Regions from separate parts of the Sus scrofa genome. Here region 2 is linked to region 1. The links are chromatin contacts, called in public promoter capture Hi-C maps. All regions are on one chromosome and are shown on one strand. The core of a region is the stretch at or near the end of the contact, and the rest is flanking DNA. Distances in the headings are between cores, read along the strand shown. Region 1 holds the start of PPM1D (protein phosphatase 1D). Region 2 holds the start of DHRS11 (dehydrogenase/reductase 11).

The links. Promoter capture Hi-C pulls out the DNA fragments that hold promoters and counts their contacts.
Region 2: a promoter capture Hi-C map of fetal liver shows a contact between it and region 1, with 4 times the contacts expected there. The contact joins the promoter of DHRS11 here to the promoter of PPM1D in region 1. A contact is called at or near these places in 1 of 5 promoter capture datasets (fetal liver), 1 of 47 Hi-C or Micro-C datasets (liver) and 1 of 2 datasets of contacts at active chromatin or transcription factors (alveolar macrophages).

What each region holds. Positions count from the first base shown.
Region 1 is chr12:37,534,491-37,537,572 of Sscrofa11.1, reverse strand. PPM1D (protein phosphatase 1D) reads left to right here and starts at 1,414. Exons shown (of 6, transcript XM_005669013.3): 1 at 1,414-2,106. The coding sequence starts at 1,635.
Region 2 is chr12:38,112,572-38,115,653 of Sscrofa11.1, reverse strand. It overlaps DHRS11 (dehydrogenase/reductase 11), which reads right to left and starts at 1,637. Exons shown (of 7, transcript NM_001244532.1): 1 at 1,372-1,637. The coding sequence starts at 1,503.

The DNA of each region.
Region 1 (3,082 bases), core at 165-2,664:
TTTAATTTAATGGATCTATTCAGATTTTCTCCATTTCGGGGTGATTTTACTTCTTTTATTGGGAGGATTTTTTTTCTAGTTGTATTTCTTGTGCCAGATGTCAAAAAAATGAGCATGGAGTTCCCCTCCTGGCGCAGTGGTTAACGAATCTGACTAGGAACCATGAGGTTGCAGGTTCGGTCCCTGCCCTTGCTCATTGGGTTAACGATCTGGCCTTGCGTGAGCTGTGGTGTAGGTTGTAGACGCGGCTCAGATCCTGCGTTGCTGTGGCTCTGGCGTAGGCTGGTGGCTACGGCTCCGATTAGACCCCTAGCCTGGGAACCTCCATATGCCGTGGGAGCGGCCCAAGAAATAGCAAAAAGACAAAAAAAAAAAAAAAGAGAGAGAGCAGTTTTTTTCCCTATTCCCAGTTCAGTACCAGGAGCATTTCATTTGGAAATTTCTAAGGCTGTACAGGAAGGGGCACACAGGAGAGGTGATGGTGAAGTGGCCGAAAACTGAAAAAGTGAACTTTAATTTGACTCACAGGAACATTTGCTGTTGATAACAAACTGACCTGCCAACTCTGAGGCTTATTTTAATGCCGTCGAAATCCGGGCAAAGGTTTTAGGGCTTAGATTGCAACCCATGGGAGAAGAGGAGAGACGATAACCAAGGTCTTGGAGCACTCGAGCGCTGGGCAGTTTTTGTAACCTATTTTCAAGTGGTCTGTTCAAGTGATTCCGCCGAAGGACTAAAATGCTGCATCCAGGGCTCATCGGGGAAAGTACTACTTTTAGCAAAAGCTGAAAAGAACTTAAAACATAAGCCGTTTAAGTGTCCGACATACCTAGTTTATGTGAAACGAGACCGTGCAGCCAATGGTGGAAATTTCCCGTGTTTTCTTAACACAAAGTGGATTTCCTTTCACAACTCCCAGTCGGATCCATCCCACCCAAGTCCAGTTCGACAGTGCCACGCTTTTCCCAGCCTATTCACAAACCACCTTCCAAACTGAGGTTTCCCGCCACTTCAAGAAATGGAAGGTTTTTCTCTCTAGATTCTTCACACTCGTGCGAGGCCCGAGCCTACACGGCTTTTCCCACCAGGCAAGCAACGCAACGCCCTGGGCAGCAGGCTGCAATTCGACCGCGGGGACGGAGCAAAAAGGTGACAGAGAAGGCGCTAGATAAGCGTTTAGCACCCGCCGAAAAGCCGGAGGACGAAACCGCCCACTGCAAAGCGAAAGCCAGCCGGGTAGCGCGCTGGCTTCGCGCCCGCGCAGGGAGGAGGGAGTGCGGCCGTTGTAGGGAGAAGGGAGGGGCGGAGGGCGTGTTCGCCCCCAACTCGACTCCGGATTGGTCGGCCCCAGAGAGCCGAGTGACGTCAGCCGGGGAGAACGTCCGATTTGTGTGGTGGGCGCGGGCAGGCGGGGGAGGCGCATTGCGCAGGCGCAGCTGCTAGGCTCCGCTTGCCCGGGCGCTCCGGCCCAGCTCTCGCGGACAAGTCCCGACATCGCGCCCCCCCACCTCCGGGACCGCCCCCTCCCCCTTCTCGGCGTCGTCGAAGATAAACAATAGTTGGCCGGCTAGCGCCGAGTGTCTCCCGCCGCTCGGCGGGCTGCGTGGGACCGGCGGGATCTCGGCCAGCCGGCCATGGCGGGGCTGTACTCACTGGGAGTGAGCGTCTTCTCCGACCAGGGCGGGAGGAAGTACATGGAGGACGTTACTCAGATCGTGGTGGAGCCCGAGCCGACAACTGAAGAAAAGCCCTCGCCGCGGCGGTCGCTTTCTCAGCCGTCGCCCCCGCAGCGGACACCGCCGGCCCTTCCTGGAGGCGAAGTCTCGGGGAAAGGCCCAGCGGTGGCAGCCCGAGAAGCTCGCGACGCTCCGCCGGACGCCGGGGCCTCGCCAGCTCCCGGCCGCTGCTGCCGCCGCCGTTCCTCGGTGGCCTTTTTCGCCGTGTGCGACGGGCACGGCGGGCGGGAGGCGGCACAGTTTGCCCGGGAGCACTTGTGGGGTTTCATCAAAAAACAGAAGGGCTTCACCTCGTCCGAGCCGGCGAAGGTGTGCGCTGCCATCCGCAAGGGCTTCCTTGCTTGTCACCTCGCCATGTGGAAGAAATTGGGTAAGTTCCCCGGCTTATTTGGCGCCCGCCTCTTTTTCAGGAGACTGTAGCGCCAGGTTGGGGGCCGTAGCTGCAGCACTGCAGGTCCCCACAACGAGAGCGCTCTCAGTGTCCATCGGTGGGAGTGAAGACTCTTCTAGGTGGAGGTCCGGGCAAACAAAGTAGCTTTGGGCAGGACAGGATTACTGTCTCTGTGCAAACGCTCCACGTTTTATTTACACCCCCCATCCCCGCCAAGGATCAGTGGGGGAGCGGTCCTCTCCCTTCGCGATTTCACTTTGGTGGCGGCCAGCGAAAACATGTTTGAAACCTGGCGCCAGATTTGGCCAAAAGATTCATTGAAGACACGGTGCTGCCTGAAACACGCAAAGGAAGCGGGAGATGGCAAAAATTAGAGCGTTTCCTTCGAATTTGTCACAATTTTGCTTTTGAAAGACTCGGTTGTCTCCTACGGGCGGTGTCAGTCCTCCAAAATTGACCCCTGGTGGCTGGTAGTTAGAGTAAACTGTTAGGCTAACAAGTTATCCGGCGACCTAAAGGCTTGGAAGGAATTTCGTGTGTGTGGTGGTCATCAAGTGTTTCTAGGATCTTTATGCTTGTACTGCTCATGAAAACCAGCGCCGAATGCATTCTTACCGCCTAAATTGATCCTACGTTAAGAATACGTGTTAAATTCAGCTAGGGCTTTTTTAAAGTGCACTTTTTTTTTTTTTTTGCTGAAGTTGCTATTAGCTAATTGCTGTCAGATAGTTCTCAGCAGTTCCTAGTTAAAAGTTCTTTGTAGCTAAATTGTAGCTGCTCGTCAAAGTAGCAAGAGATAAGGAATTGCTGATATGCTAAAAGGAATTAGAGACCTTAATTTCTAAAAGTTTGGTTTAGTTGCAGTTTCATCTAAGCCTTAAATGTTTTCTAAAGCAGCCATTGTTTCTGTACCTAACATAAGTTGAGTTATAGTTGCTTACCCATTGCTGTGAAT
Region 2 (3,082 bases), core at 388-2,887, 580 kb before region 1:
CTCTCTCCTCAAAAATGACCTGAAATCAAGTCAGTCCCCTCACAGCAGAGGCTTTCTCCCCTCATTAAAGGAGTCATCCTGGGGCTGAGTGATCGGCCTGGGGATCATCTTGGGCTCAGGGACCCCTTTCCCGGCTAGTGTGGGATAGGGGAGCAGGAAGAGAAGGCAAGAGTGGCTTAAGCATTAGGGAAGCCAGGGGTCTAATCCCTGGCCTGATCCTCTAAATGGGGAGCTGGGCCCTGAGCACCTCAGAATAGGAGAAAGGGAGGGGCAGAGTGGGGCACAGCCAGGTGACCTTGGGACTATCTAGGAGGCTATAAAGTGTACCTTTGGTCAGCAGCAGGGGAGGGGACAGTCCTCCTTCCTGTACACCTTCCCACTCTCCCCCCACCCAGGCCTCTCCCTGCCCAGGGACTTTGAGCAAAGGTGGCGATGAAGCTAAGCCCCAGCCCACACCCTGAGAGGAGGTCTTGCCAAGGGCAAATCCAAAGTGATCCTCCGATGGAGATTTCTCGCCTTCTTCTTCTCTGCTTTGTTTCATTTTGGTCTGAACTCTTATTGCTCACAACTCTTGGGGCTCCCAACCCGTGTTAAGAGGAAAACCACAAGTTTCAGTTCCACATTGCTTTATCCCCTCTGAACTCACATGTTCAGTGCCCTATTTCACCTATTCAGTCCTATCTAGGACAGTGAAATTGAAGAAGGGTCTACCTAAGGATATCCCATTCATTCCTAATGTGCATTGGGTAGGGGTTAACCTTCACATTTGGGGGAGGGGGGGAAGGGGCAGGGGGCTGAGCCTCTTCAGAAAAGCTCCACTCCTTCCTCAGTCCTAGGTGAAAAATGAATAAGATCAAAAAAACCTCTAACTTCTGCTCATCTGGCTGGCTAGCCACCTGGCTTGGCTTTGTGGACTAGATCTGAAGCGCAGAGGAAGCAATCCAGGAGCCAACTTAGCCACTAAGGCCAGAAAGCTTTCTTTGCTTCTCCCTGGCTGCCTAGCTAGCCTCTGACCTCTGGTTTCTTTCTTCAGCCAACCTCCGCAGGCAGGTAGAGGAGAAGGAAAAAGATGGCAGGGAGTCAGAGATTTGTTATACCGAGTAGAGGCTGTCAGGAGAAAAGGTTCCTTAAAAGAGGGGACTTTAAAAAGCGAAGATGGAGTCCTGCCGCGAGAGATCCAAAAAGCCTCCCCTATTAGGCATCATCCATTTCGCCAGCTTCTGAGCCCGCTGCAAGTGGCCCTGAGGTGGCCGGCAAGTGAAGGCAGCATGACAGTCTAGCTCCGGCCACTCCCCACCCCCGACCTGGACCCTGGCCCAGCGGAAAAGACGCTGGGCCCAGAGGGCGACTCGCTCCCCATCTGGGGCTTACCTCGATGTTGCCCACGGTGCGGGCACAACCCACCACCTTCAGTCCGTGCTGGACCAGGGCCCGGGCCACGGCCGCGCCGATGCCCCCCGAGGCTCCTGTCACCAGTGCCAGTCGGCCACGCCACCGCTCCATGCCAGCCCAGGTCAGGGTCCCGAGCCGCCCTCCCACCTCGCTCGGGGAGCTGGGCACTTGGATCGCGGAGCTCCGCCCCACGTCACTGGGGCCCGGCCGCTCTCTGGTCACCAACGCGGAACCCGCCGCCAGCCTGGTCCCGTCGTAGCTCCGCCGGGAGCTGCTGCCACTCCCACTGGCCTCCGCCCCCGGCTCCACCCTCCGACCCTCGGCAATCGGCCACATCCCGCCCGTAGAACGACCGCCGCCTGGCCGCCCCACCCCTGAACCAGCCGCGCGGGCGCAGCCCCGCCCCTTCCTGCCCCGCCCCTTCCAGGAAACCGCTTCCCGCAGGCGGGGCGGGGCCTGGCCTGAGGGGCGTGGAAATTTGCAGTCCGGCTAGTCTGGTGACCTCTCTCACCCTTTGCGGTAGGGTGATGAGGTTTACCGAGGATTGCACCAGGCCCTAGAACGCACGTACTCTTGCTTCCTGCTCTGTTTTCCCAGTTCCTGACCTCTAAAACCAAGAAGAGAAATTAAGGGCAAATAAAATGACTCCAACACCCACCTAAACCAGCCGGTGGCTAATAGGAAGGATTTAGCCCAGAAAAGGCTGTATCTCACCTATCAACGCTGAGTGACCTTGGGAGAGACTTCCAACCCTATCTGATCCCTCGGCCCTTACTAAACAAGGAAAACTTGCTGAAAAATGCAAACACAATGGATTAGCAATGAGATCCTGCTGTGTAGCACTGGGAACTATGTCCAGTCACTTATGAGGGAGTATGATAATGTGCGAAAATAGAATGTATACATGTATGTGTAACTGGGTCACCATGCTGTACAGTAGAAAAAAAAATTATATTGGGGAGATAACTAAAAAATAATAAAATTAAAAAAAAAAAAAGGAAACACCCCCAAGTACACATGTACTGAGGGAACTGTATCCCTAAGAGCCCAGTCTCCAACTTCCCTAAGCCCTCCCACTCCCAGTGGAGCAAATACATCTCCAAGTGTAGCAAAGATTAAAGCGATAGCTAACATTTATTCAGAGCTTACCGTGTGACAGGCACTTTTAAGCACTTTAAATATATTAATATGCACAAAACCACATGAGATAGTACCTATTAACCTCTTCATTTTGCAAAATAACTACCGAGTCAGAGTTGAAACCTAGCTTGGACAGCAACCAGACCAGTATCAGGCCAGGGGGTGTGCTTCTAAACTGCCTTTACTCAGTTTTCCCTTTTGTCTCTTAAGTTGTTGGTTCTGTTCAAAGTAGAACCGCTAAGGATATTCCATCAAAGCACTGAAAACTGCCTCACTTCTGCATTCTTCATATAGCCATCCTTCCAAAGAGAAAACTTCTCTGCTGAATAAGCAGTCATCGTGGCTGGTTTATTCATTCAACAAGCACTCCTGTGTTTGGTTGTAAGCACAAAGACCGAAGCAAAACAAAACCAACCCTTGCTTAATTTAGGGATCTCTAACTGCAACAGAACGTGGAGAGGGGATCGGGCTCAGAGCCAAGGGTGGTGGGAGACCCTTGCTCATTTTCTATGGATTTCAGGATGGAAGCAAACAAGGGTCAGAAAGAAAT